Regions from separate parts of the Rattus norvegicus genome. Here all the other regions are linked to region 2. A link is a contact called in public Hi-C data. All regions are on one chromosome and are shown on one strand. The core of a region is the stretch at or near the end of the contact, and the rest is flanking DNA. Distances in the headings are between cores, read along the strand shown. Region 1 has its middle 190 kb from the start of Dusp6. Region 2 has its middle 180 kb from the start of Cs-ps1. Region 3 has its middle 140 kb from the start of Dusp6.

Region 1 (4,145 bases), core at 1,572-4,071, 130 kb after region 2:
GTTATGCTAAAAACCACAGCAACACTGTTCTAAATGTGTCACTAAGAATATAGGGAGACCCAGGTGCTGGTGGCACACACCTTTGATCTCAGCATTTAGGAGTCAGAAGCAGAAGGATCTCTGTGAGTTCAAGGCCAGCCTGCTCTACAGAGTGAGTTCCAGGACAGCCAAGGCTGCACAAAAAGAAACTGTCTCAACATATATATATACACACACACATACATACATATACGTATATATAAAATATATACATACATACACGTATATGCATACATTCACATATATAAACATATACATACACATACATGTATATATGTACATTATGTTTATATATATGTATGCATGTATGTATGTACAGCTCTTGAAGTTAAAAAGATATCAGAAATGTAAAATGTACTAGGGATGAAACAACCCATATGAAGTTTAAAAGTCAAGAAAAACAGAGCAGGATGCTAACATGAAACCAACGGAAGTATCAGATAAGAAAAGAAAACAACAAAATCATCTACTGACATTTCTAAGAACTGAGCTGCACTTACTCACCGACTTCTCCACAGCATGAGTAACCAAAATCCACACCAAAGGCAAGATCATGAGCTTCGCAAATGCAAAGAGGGAAAAGATTTTAATCCTTCCAGATCATAAAGAAAAGCATACACATGAAACCATGAGTCAAATAGCAATATAATAATAATAATAGTAATAATAATAATTGGATTTTCAGTGACAATTTTAGTGGCTACAGAATAAATACCTTTAAAAGTCTAAGAAATACTGACTGTCAGTTTTGAACTTCACTCAGATTGTCTACAAGACTTCAAATAAGGCCAGAGAGAAATGTCTGAGTGGGTCAAGGCACTGCTCTGCAAGTCTGGTGACCTGTGTTCCATCCCCAGAATTCATGAAGCCAGATGTGCTTAGGTGTGTCTATAAACCCATCATTTCTACAGGAAGACAGGAGGCATATATGGGAATCTTTCAAAAAGTAAAAGTTTCTAAAATCAAAGGGCAGACAGACTCTGCTACAAACAAGGTAGAAGGAGAAACTAACTCCTCACAATTGGCATCTGACCTCCACAGCTGGGTACATGCATGTGTGTGCAGAAACGCAGAGTAAATTAATAGGATGTATTATTTTTTTAAAAAAAAGAGGAAAAGAAAAACATTTCAAACACAGAAGACCAAAAAAAAAAAAAAAAAAAAAGTTGTATCACCCACAGTCCCTTCCTCTGTAGCGATGGAGAGAGTAAACCAAGAAAGAGGAAGAAGTTTACAGGAACCTGAAGAGACCATCTCCAATATGGCAGAGACTTAAGGGGATTTCCATGATGCCATGGTAGAGACTCCGAGCTCACAGAAGCTTGGGCTTCACTTTGGCAGCAGAAAGCACACGGATGCTTTCCCGGGGATCCATAATGATCTTACAGAGGTCACACAATGTTCCCGAACACACCGGAAGAAGATTCATCATTTTGGCAAAAAGCTTGGGGTTACAGGATCAAATGGAATCAGATAATAAGTGAAGCTTCCTGCCCCTGGGAACTTTTACATAGAGGGCTAATTTGAATTTAAATGTTAAAGAGACTAATTATATGTGGAACCTTTACTTTTTATACACCCGTACAACTGGAAACACACTTCACAAAAACTTTTCTGGGAAAAGAAGGCAGGAAACCAACCCCCCCACCAAAAAAATTTTTTTTCAGGTCAAGAAATAGTTTCAGGATAATAAAATTATCAGTCACGAAATGAAAACTGCTAAATGTTCAAAAAGAACAGCCAGTCCAGCTGGAGCAAAAAGGCACCCAAGAGATGAAAAGAGAAATTAAAGTTGACACTTTGTAATTGAAAACATTTTAGAAGGATGACAATGTAAATTAAAGAAATTAGAAACCTTAAGAAATGTCAAAAAAAATTTAAAGCTAAAATGAGCATACCATTCATTCTACAAGTACTGTCCTTATGGTATGAAAATATAAACACGATTTGTTGACACGTTCTCTCAACCAAACACAAATTTATAATTGTTTCTACTTATAACACTGATGGTAAAAATTACATAATGAGGTTTAGTGACCAGAATGGCATTGATAAATTAGGCAAAGGAACAATCAATTTACGAAGAAATAATAGTAACCATTAAAAGTCTGTTTTAATGGCCAACAGTAAGAATAACCATCTTGGACATGGTAGTTTCTTATATTTCTATAATCCAACTGCCCTCAAGACCAAGCTTCCAAAGAGTCAGCACTGAACTAAAACAATAGTGAACACTCAACACCTACTCCTTTAATTAATAGTACATAAAATTGGTTTACGTTATTTTAAACAAAATTATAGATGACTCACTCCATGTAGTGACAATACTGGGGTCAGAAGCATTAGCATAATGCCCCACACCAAATACATTACATTAATAAATGCTTGCTTGAGAATAAGTTCCCAGACAGCTTAAATGCAGAACCAGTAATATGACCAATCCCCTACTGTGTGCAAGTGACCAATCCCCTACTGTGTGCAAATTAATTCCCTACTTACACTCATGGCAATAAGAAAACACAGGAGCTTGGCCCCTTTAGGAAGGGACTTTAAACCTAACTGGTGAAAGACACATTAATGAGATAGATTACTGGGCTCCGAGACACATTCTAAGTAAGATGCTAACAGAATAAAACTGGCAATTAGTGAACGTTACACATTGTGTTCGGTTCGTTCTGCTTGAAAATCAAACAGAAAAGCACTGGAGAAGTCCAGCTTGAAGTCCTCATTGTGACATTTCCTGAAAGGAATGTAAATCATTTATTTAACAGCGCCCAGCTTGTTTGTTTTGTCGGTTTGCCCACTCTCTAGTTCTTGGGAAATAATGATCGCAGCACCTCCAATGGCCAGCAGTGTTCCCTGGGTTCAATGGGAGCAAGTGTGAGCTGAGGTTTAAACACAACACGGCAGCAGAGGCTGGTGTTTTAGCCTTTTAAATAATACTTTAACTGCCATAACGTTTTAAACCAAGGAGCTCTATGCTAGCCAGTGCTGGGTGCATTGACTTGCATTTCCAACCTGACTCAGATTTCTGTTGATCTCAAAAGGATGATTTTTCCTACAGCCAGGGTACCGGCAAGACTACAAGGTGATTACTAAGACCTCTCATTCGCAAATCTTGTGCTAATCAGAATCTGTTTCACAATGTCTAAAGAGACCCAAACAATACGAAAATAAAAAAGACTGGTAAGTACGCCATACAAATCGCATCACAGTGGTTCTCATTCAAGTCTTCTGATTACAGCATTGACTCGGTTAATCAGCTTTGGGATGAGTGCTTTTGTTGAAATTAAAATCACGAAATTATTTCTACTAATAACATCCATTCTACCCCAGTTCAGCATAGTGTCATGAGATTTTGTTTGAAGGGAATTTCTGGGCAATCCAACTCCACTGGGAGACTTGTTCTGAGAAATCCCTTCCAGATCAACAAGATGATGAGTCTCTGAGAAAGGCTGCAGTGTACAATGAAAATACGGAACCATTCTCTCTCGTCCTAAGGTTTTGGTATTATCGAACACTCTTCACACCAGCAGAATCTGCCTAGGGTGCAGTATGGTTTTTCTTTTCCCACTCGGTTTTGCACAACACCTGCAAATTAATCAGGATGTTTTGGGGTGTACCCGCACTTCTCTGTCAACATTTCAGCTTTGGGCAGATGCCAGCCTGTACGAGATTTTCATCTTGAGGCTGCTTCCTTTCTTGCAACACTGGTTGGACTGTTGCCAAAATCATCAAGCTACTGAGGGAACATCCCCTTTTACTTACTCCCATCCGTTTCTGGATCCGAAAGTCATCCCTGAGTGTTATGACTAAAGATAGGCCTTTTTCCTCTCTCATTATTACTAACTCAACTACAGCAATCCTCACCAATCTCTTTAGTTCCCTCTTTTTAACATGCTAACACCTCAGTCCTGAGTTCATGTCTAGGGTTTCTGTTTTGGTTTTTTTGTTCATTTGTTTGTTTTGTTTTTCTATTAAAGAAGAAACAAACGATTTAGGGCTATGATAATATTTATCATGCTAAGAATACTCAGGTCTTTGTTTCTACACAGAAATAATAATGCCATTTCTACCCCTAACCACTATGGCAGTGTGTGAATGTG
Region 2 (4,198 bases), core at 253-2,752:
TTATAATCACTCTAAGCCAAAGGGCAGATGGGATGTAATTCTGTCATGGTCTATGAATATGTAAACTCCTATCAGTTGGCCTTGTTCATCATTGACATTGCAAATGCTGGATTTTAATTGCAGATTTAAAGCATTTTACATTATCAGTCAGTATTCCAGTTAAAGCTTATAAATAAACATAAGAACTGAAGAAAGAGGTAAGTGAATGTGGGGTAAGGAATCAAATGTAAGTATTCACCACAGGAGAGGCGTTTTGTCATTCCTCATAAAGCAGCAAGCAAATGCTCTCCGAGAGCCTAAGAAACGAGTAGATAAAGTTGTGCCTCGTTTAATTACTGAGAGCTATGCAAAATGATTGCTTCTCATGGCCTAAGCAGCGAAAGTGAAGGCAGGACAAATTATCAAATCCCCAGGCATGGGTTAATGATACTTGCCAACACAGAGCACTTAGATTAACTGATGAGGCCATTCATTCTCTGCTCTGCGAAACCAAAACAGAGCCAACAACCTCAGTCACCATCCAGGCTGTGTTCTGTTCTGTTCTGTTCATAAGAGTTAAGCAGCCTCACCTGAGCCTTGCCTCTCTCTCTCTCTCTCCCCCCTCCCCTCCCTGTTGTCCCCTGTGCTGGCTGGTTTTATGTCAACTAGACACAAGCTGGAGTCATTTGAAAGGAAGAAACCTCAGTGGAGGACTGGGATAAATTATAGTCTAGGATTTACCTTACCCCTGAGGATTCTTGTACAGACTACATTAAATAATATAAGGTCTTCCAGCTGTGAGCTATCTGGGCAAGCTGTTTTTATCACATCACTTGCAGATGAATAGGAACCATGAAGAAAAAGATGGTTCTCAAGCAAGGGAAAGGTTTCCAGCAAAGGTAACACCAGGGACATGTTTCTTATCGTAGCTGGGGGTGAGGTCCAGGTATCACCAATATCTATCGGAGAGAACGCCAAGAATATTCTTAAGCATTCTACAAATGTACAAAGTTGCCGTTATCAGCCCCAGAAGTTAATAAAGACATGATGAGAAACCCTTCTTTTACAACACACTGAAAATGCCACTAGCTCAGAAGTGAAAACCACTTCAACAATCACCATGACTTCCCTGTAGTTTTGAAAGCCGCACAGAGACAGCAAACCACATCCATTTTACTTGCGCTAGACCACCGGTTCTCAACCTCTCCATCGAGACCCCCTTGGGATTAAATGGCGGTCTCACTGGAGTTGCCCAAGACCATCGGAAAACACAGTTTACCTTACCATTCATTAGAGTAGCAAATCGAAGTTACAAAGTAGCACTGAAAATCATTTTATGGTTGGGGGGATCACCACAACATGAGGAACTGTATAAAAGGGCCGTAGCATTAGGAAGGTGAGAACCACTGGGGTCACATCAGCTAGAGCTCTCACAACCTAGACCTCGAGCACACAGGTAACTGCGCCTGAAGAGTATTGTGCTGGCCTGTTCAATTCTGCAACTAGCCCACTAGGGGGCAGAGAAACACTATCAGTCTTTCAGCATTTGCCTACTAGCCTTGGAGAATTTAGTAATGGAAACCTTAACAACATGTTAAATGGTTACTGGCCCTTAAAACATTTAAAGCTTCTCTGAATAGTGTTATTAAGAACACGTATGCTTTTGCAGTTCAGAAGACCTATTTCCAGGGTGTACTGAAATTCCTATCATGTCTGAACTGGGAAAGACGGCGGTGATTAAGTTTGACACTATGTTAAGTGGAGAGAGATTTAGTAGCCGTTAATGGCATTGTGACTATGAGGACATTACATTATTTAACTTTAATAAGGTCTTATGACTGTGCTGGTAAATGCTTTCCTTCATAAGGATTTGATTCCACTGTGAGATAATTTGTAGCAAATATGTTCATGGGATTATATCTACCATGAACCTATCAGAACTGAGTATGCACAGAAACTTTACAATGAGCTCTAAATTGGAAAAAAAATAGCATAATTTTAATATTGAAGCAAACACAACCCAAGTGTCAGTTCTCATTTTCCCGACCATACAAACCACAGTCGAATGGACCTGACAAACGTGTTATATCACCAGCCTTTGATAATGTAAGGCATACTTAAATAGATCTCTATTCTGCTCCACAATAAAGGTGCGGAAGAGACGCTAGAAGGAAGTTTGGTGAGAAAAGATGAAAGGACGATTAAAGACATGCCCAATGATTTTCTCTTCCGATTTAAAACTGTGGAGATGAACATTATATAAGAGACCTCTAAGATGGTTCCCCCCGCCTGTGATTATAACTACTGAGCATGAAATTTCTGTCCAAAAACCACTTCAACTTCCCTTAACCTACACACACACACACGTATGAACAGATGAAAACTGTGCAAGCGTTTTGACGTGGATCTGATCAACGCTGTCAACTCCAGTAAGAAGTCCGTGGCTCAGGAAGGTCGAAGCGTCATATCAGAAGATGTAGGCTTTGAGAGACTGGAGAGAGGCCAATTACGCAAGTCTGTGGAGGTAACAATGCTCTCTATCAGATCACTGTCTTCAAGCTCTGGGAAAACTATATTTTATGTCCTGTATCTCATCTAAGGAAGAGCTGTAAACATTGTAATCTTTACAAGTGGACAGAATAGCAGTTACAGCAGTTCTTGGCATGTATTAGCCTATTAAACATTACTCATAATTATCACATAATTTTAAAGATAAGCCAATCCAAAAATTCTTTTGTTTTATAGTAGATGTGATTTTTTTCTTTCTAAAGTATTAAAACACAGTATTTCTCAAAGAAAGAAAGACAGAAAGAAAGAAAGGAAGGAAGAAAGAAAGAAGGGGGGGCAATGTGCTGAACACACTGGACTCAGTGGGTGTTGAAAGACTTGGGGGATTTGGCTCAATTTCAGAGCAGTCCCGAGATAATCATCATAACGCAGGATACCCTCATTCTTCTGCCTTGCTTTTGCCTCAGGATGTACTCGCATCCTCCTCTCTATGTAAACAACAGGTGCAGAGATTGGAGGGAGAGGAGAATATTCTTTTTTCTTCCTTCTTTCCTTCCTTCCTTTCTTCCTTTCTTCCTTTCTTCCTTTCTTCCTTTCTCTTTTTCTTTCTTTCTGTTTAGCCACCAACACTCAGAGCCAGAGTAAGGAGAATCACAACAGGCCACAAAGAACAGACACTTGAAGCCATTGAGATGTTTTCTTTGAGAAGCTCAGAGCTCATTCAACATTTGCCCCCTTTTACCAGATTCCCGGAAGTTTCACTGGATGCTGAACAATAACTGGTTACTGTTAATTTGTGAGGAGACTGGAGGTCAAAGAAAGTGAAGGCTCCCAGGACAGGAGTAACAGAGCAGATAAATCTAGATTGAAAATCTTGTCTTCGTAGCGGTTCTTCAAACAAATGGTTAATGCCTTGATGTGTTGCCATGGAAACAAGGTCCCTATGTCAGGTTGACATTGATTCTAGCAATGGAGAATGTGTCTTGAATTTCCTTCAACCCTGATTGTATTTCATTCAGGAAAAAAAAATCTTCATTTTTAAGAGGTCAGCCCCAAATCCTATGAGGACCAAACTATCAATATGGTCAATATGGTAATGTGAAATTCCATCACTGAAAAATTGCAAACTCATTTACATCACATCTTATTTGATGTGACTTAAAATTGAAACATGAAGCCAGGCATGTTGGTGCCCCCCTTTAACCCTCGCACTCAGGAGACAAAGGAAAGTGGATCTCTTGAGATCGTGGTAACAAGGGCTACACAGCGATACCCTGAATCAAAACAAAGAAAAAATTTAAGAATTAAAATATATATAACGAGAAGCAGAGACTACAAAGTCTGCACTGGCATTATGCCCTTATAATTTCCTTCTCTTAAAAATGTAGCTCAGAAGGGGTCTCTCTAGTGAAAAAAGGATGAAAAAAAATGTATCTTTGCCTCACATTAAAAAAAAAAATGTCTGCGAAATGATCAGACGACCAAAACAGACTGGGTTTGAATGCTTGCCCTGTGTCCTTAATCTATGGCCCTGCTTCTAAGGATGGAGATACAGTTCAGTGACTCAAACTACGCTTAGTATACACAAGGACCTAGATTCAACCCTTAGAACAATGGAACCTAAATGACTCTATAGTTTCCTGTGCCTCCATTTCTCACTGGTAGCATAAAGAGGATAAAATCTCCTACCTGGTAGGACGTTCATGAAGAC
Region 3 (4,216 bases), core at 646-3,145, 180 kb after region 2:
ATATGGGCACCCAACCAATAAACAGAAGCTGCTGACCCTTCAGTTGACTTAGGGAAAAGCTGGAGGAAGCTGAGGAAGAGGGCAACCCTGTAGGAGGACCAGCAGTCTCAATTAATCTGGACTCCTGAGATCTCTCAGACACTGGATCACCAACCAGATAGCACACACCAGCTGAGATGAGGTTCCCAACACATATACAGCAGAGGACTGCCCAATCTAGGTTCAGTCAGAGAAGATGCACCTAACCTTCAAGAGCCTGGAGGCCCCGGGAAGTTTAGAGGTCTGGTGGGGTGGGTGGGGTGGGGACATCTTTGTGGAAATGGGGGTGGGATGGGAGCATGGAACTGTCAGGGATTGGACCAGGAGGGGAATAAAATCTGGAGTGTAAAAATAAATAGATAAATCAAAAAAATTTTTAAAAAAGATCTGGCTGGAAACATTTTAAAAAGAATGAGGCTAGACAAGAAAGAAGTTTGACAGCACCTGGGTCTCTGTGTCCAGTGGCCCTGTGTAGAGGAATTTTAATCCAACAGCACAGCTGCTCTGGCAGAGGATCAGGGATCACATCCAAAGACCTTCTAGTCTGTGTGATCCAGGAGGAATGACATACCTTTAATCCCTTTGGCTGGAATATGGACACATCATTAATCCCAAACAATTAAGGTAAAGTTTGTGGAAGGAAGTAGCCACGTTTGAAAGTAACATCAGTAATTGAGGGGGCAGACAAAGTAATGAATCAGAGAAAGATCTGACAAAATGAGTCAGAAATAGGATACTCCCAACTCATTAGAACAGACAGGAAGGAGAGGCTACTTAATAGAGGAGTGCAGAGAGAGCGAGAGCGAGAGGGAGGGAGGGAAAGAGAAAGAGAGAGAGAGAGTCTAAATTGAAGGTCTTCATCAAATCCCTCCCTCAGAACTCAGGGGATCCTATTGTAAGAGGCAGAAAGTGTGTGAGAGTCGGAGGAGATAGAGGACACCAGGAGAACAAGGCCCTGGGAATCAACCAATCAGGGTGCATATGAACAGAATGAAGCAGCACAGAGCCTACATGGGTCTATACCAGGTCCTCTGTGTATAAACTGTAGCCATTAGCTTTGTGTTTTTATGGGACTCCTGACTATAAGAATGAGTGGGTCTCTGGCTCTTGTGCCTGTGCTCAGAACTCTTTTCCTCCTGTTGGGCTGCCATGTTCAACTTTGATATGAAAGTTTTGCTTTGTCTTAGTATATTTTATTTTGTCGTGTTCGGTGGTTATCTCTTAGAAGCCTGTTCTTTTCTAATGAGAGACAGGAAGTAGATCTGGACAGAAGGAAAGGTGGGGTGGAACTGGGAGGAGTAGAGGGAGGAGAAACTGTAATCAGGGTATATTGTATGAAAAAGAGTCTTTTTTCAATAACAATAATGAATACATAAAGTTTAGTTGGGAGAGAATCTGAACCACTGTCCAACTGAAACTGGGCTTAACACATTTCTACAATTTCTGAGATTTGGGTCCGGGTACCATCCGGAAGTCACCAGCATTAAGGACCTGTGGGCCAAGCTCCATGCGATAACATGCTTTAGTTTTCTAACTCCTGAATCCAGATGAGGTCACCATGGTGACCTCACTCTGACGTTCCGGATGAAAGGAAGCATGGTTACGGGTGAGTCAATGCAGGGGCGAGTCTCCCTCCTCTAAAGTTGTTTCCAGGCAGAGAGAAGACTAAGAGGAGGGTAAGATTCTAAAAGCCAGCTCACTGTACAAACCAGTAAGCAATGTGTTACTTCTCTGGAAGATCTGCCTGGAGGCCCGAAAGGTGACTCCACAAACAGCTCCGCCACTCCCACCGGCGCTCATATTTTCTTGCAGCAATAACAGCCACTCCCAGCTCTGGTTTGGGTCCAACACACAGTGCTAGCTGTCTTTAATACCAGCCTTCTGCAGTGAGCTCACATCCTCCCTCTCTCTTCCTCACACTCTGACTCACGGCGCTCAAAAGCTTTAAGATGTAAGAACTTGTTGGATCAGCTAGACTGGAATTGCCAACCACCGATGGGCCGGCCTTCTGTGAAAGCGAATCTCACTTTCATTGTTTGCTCTAAGGCTCTGGGGTTACTTAACTTGATCATTAAAAAGGCCCCAGTCCCAACTCATTTTTCCACCACCAAAAACAAAAGAGTTCTATGTCTTTAAAAGGTAAAGAAAACATGCCCTGAGTAAGTCAGGTTTACACTGGCATTTGATCATCTCAGGAAAGACATCATCCGTGGACATTTCAAACTGAGTGGCCAGGTTGTGGCTTCTTAACAGGTACTGTTTTTTTAATATAGATTTCCCCCCCCCCCCTTGGCTATGATTCACATGGTTTGAAAGAATCCTAACACAGAGAGGTAAGAGAGAAGTTGAGCTGGGTGGAATTCCATGGTATTCCTTTCCTACCGTATAACTGCCATTGCTGGTTTGTGCTGTTTGGCTTTATATTATATTGGTTTGTTTGAGATGGAGTTTTTCAACATAGCCTGGCTTGGCTCAGTGTTTGCTATGGAGCTCAAGCTATCCTCAAGAAAAGGCAGTCTCCCTGCTTCAATCTTTCCGTTTCTGAGACTGTAAGCATATACTGCTCGCTAGATAGCCTGCTTATTTTAAATTAATCAACAAATACTTGTGGGGTTTGTAAATAATAAAGGGCTTTGCCAGTAGAGAACCAAAAACCTACAATTAAAAAAAAATAATGAAGCAAACATTCAGGAGGTAAATGCCCACATTAGAAAACCATTTGCCACATCCCACAGCTTTCAGAATTTCTCTTGTGTACCTATCTTTCTTATCTTTTTTTCAAAAACATATTAATCTAAGGTATCAGGATAAATAAGTATATGCTATCGGAGGTTTGTATTTAAAATCAGGTTGGCATTTCATTATCTTAAGTCTCCCAGTCGACAGGTTAATTAATCAAGCAATTTTTAACCAAGACTAAGGTCAAGCTTATTTTGTTCCTGGCCCAGTAACACATACTTTGAAAGCCTTGACACTTAACAGGGCACTTTTCATTTTACATGTTGTTTATTAGTTTCCCCCCAAGACATGAAAATGTGATAACTCTTCATGAGTTGTTCAAGGAAGCATAGAAAAATAACTTGGGGGAGGGGAGGTAGGGAGCAAGAGAATCATAAGTTTAAGGCCAATTTGGGTTATATTGAAAGTTATGGGGAAACCTGGGCTATATAAGAAGACCTTGTCCAAAAAAATAAAGAAAGGAGAGATAGAAAAGAAGGAGGAGGAGGAGGAGGAGGAGGAAGAAGAGGGATTCTCTCAAGGATAAAATACGGGCCCCCAGATTATTTGAATTTACAGTAATCATGGGTCTATAAAACAAGATGTAATCAAATAAATTAAACATAGGTATATTTTACAGCACTGTCAACCTCGCTGGCCTAAACACTCTGGTTGGTTTTAAGTAGCCTTTTCTAGAAAGTAATTCGCTGTGACAATATTAGCTTTCAGTTACATTCAATGATCACTCAAGTTTCTCAGCCCCTTAACTCAACCTTTCAGACAATTGGTTCTCCATAAACAACCCCAGCACTTGATCACCACAATAAAACAATAAACAAGGAAACATAATCATATGGCTAGCTCTGTTAGTACTTTGGTAAGCTCTTGGAAAAATTATACCCACAAAATAAAATTGAAAATGTTCTGGCAACTGTCAGTCCAGGAGAGACCCAGAAGAACTCGCGGCTCTGAGGTTCTCCTCAATCCCCTACATGATCAGTGACGGGAAGGCGGGCCTCGCATTCTGACACAAGAAATGGCAGGTTGAGTTCTTCAGTCATGCTTAGGCCTCATTTTCAAATTCTCTACCATAGCCCTTCCTCAGATGGCTCATTTATGTCAGTTTTCCTTGGAAAGACACTTCAATCAATTCAAATATAATCAGAGTTATTAATATACTAATATAAGGCAGCCCAATGAAAGGGGTAGGAAGTTAGGCCTAGAGCTTTCTGAGCTGAGAACTTACACAGTCAGTGTTTTACTGTTTTGTCTTTCAAAAATTGGGGTTGGGGATTTAGCTCAGTGGTAGAGCGCTTGCCTAGGAAGCGCAAGGCCCTGGGTTCGGTTCCCAGCTCCGAAAAAAAAAAAAAGAACCAAAAAAAAAAATTATTTGGGATGGATGTTTATGAAAATATCTCTGGGAACCACCCCAACTGTCAGAACACAGGGTGTAAATGAC

What was found. Hi-C and Micro-C count contacts between places; a contact is called where the count stands out from the background.
Region 1: a contact with region 2 is called in a Hi-C map of the A7r5 cell line, with 4 times the contacts expected there. The contact joins two enhancer-like sites. A contact is called at or near these places in 7 of 12 Hi-C or Micro-C datasets (the A7r5 cell line, the Rat2 cell line, hepatocytes and 4 more).
Region 3: a Hi-C map of the A7r5 cell line shows a contact between it and region 2, with 2.5 times the contacts expected there. The contact joins two enhancer-like sites. A contact is called at or near these places in 2 of 12 Hi-C or Micro-C datasets (the A7r5 cell line and the Rat2 cell line).

What each region holds. Positions count from the first base shown.
Region 1 is chr7:36,169,602-36,173,746 of GRCr8, reverse strand. No RefSeq gene overlaps it. Among named protein-coding and RNA genes, the nearest start is that of Dusp6, 190 kb to the right of the region's middle. Within about 2 kb of position 2,821, at least 23 of the 93 cell types and tissues checked have an H3K27ac peak or open chromatin away from gene starts, as enhancers often do. A contact at or near this core is called in the A7r5 cell line, where this site is marked.
Region 2 is chr7:36,302,160-36,306,357 of GRCr8, reverse strand. No RefSeq gene overlaps it. Among named protein-coding and RNA genes, the nearest start is that of Cs-ps1, 180 kb to the left of the region's middle. Within about 2 kb of position 1,502, at least 3 of the 93 cell types and tissues checked have an H3K27ac peak or open chromatin away from gene starts, as enhancers often do. A contact at or near this core is called in the A7r5 cell line, where this site is marked.
Region 3 is chr7:36,119,275-36,123,490 of GRCr8, reverse strand. No RefSeq gene overlaps it. Among named protein-coding and RNA genes, the nearest start is that of Dusp6, 140 kb to the right of the region's middle. Within about 2 kb of position 1,895, at least 19 of the 93 cell types and tissues checked have an H3K27ac peak or open chromatin away from gene starts, as enhancers often do. A contact at or near this core is called in the A7r5 cell line, where this site is marked.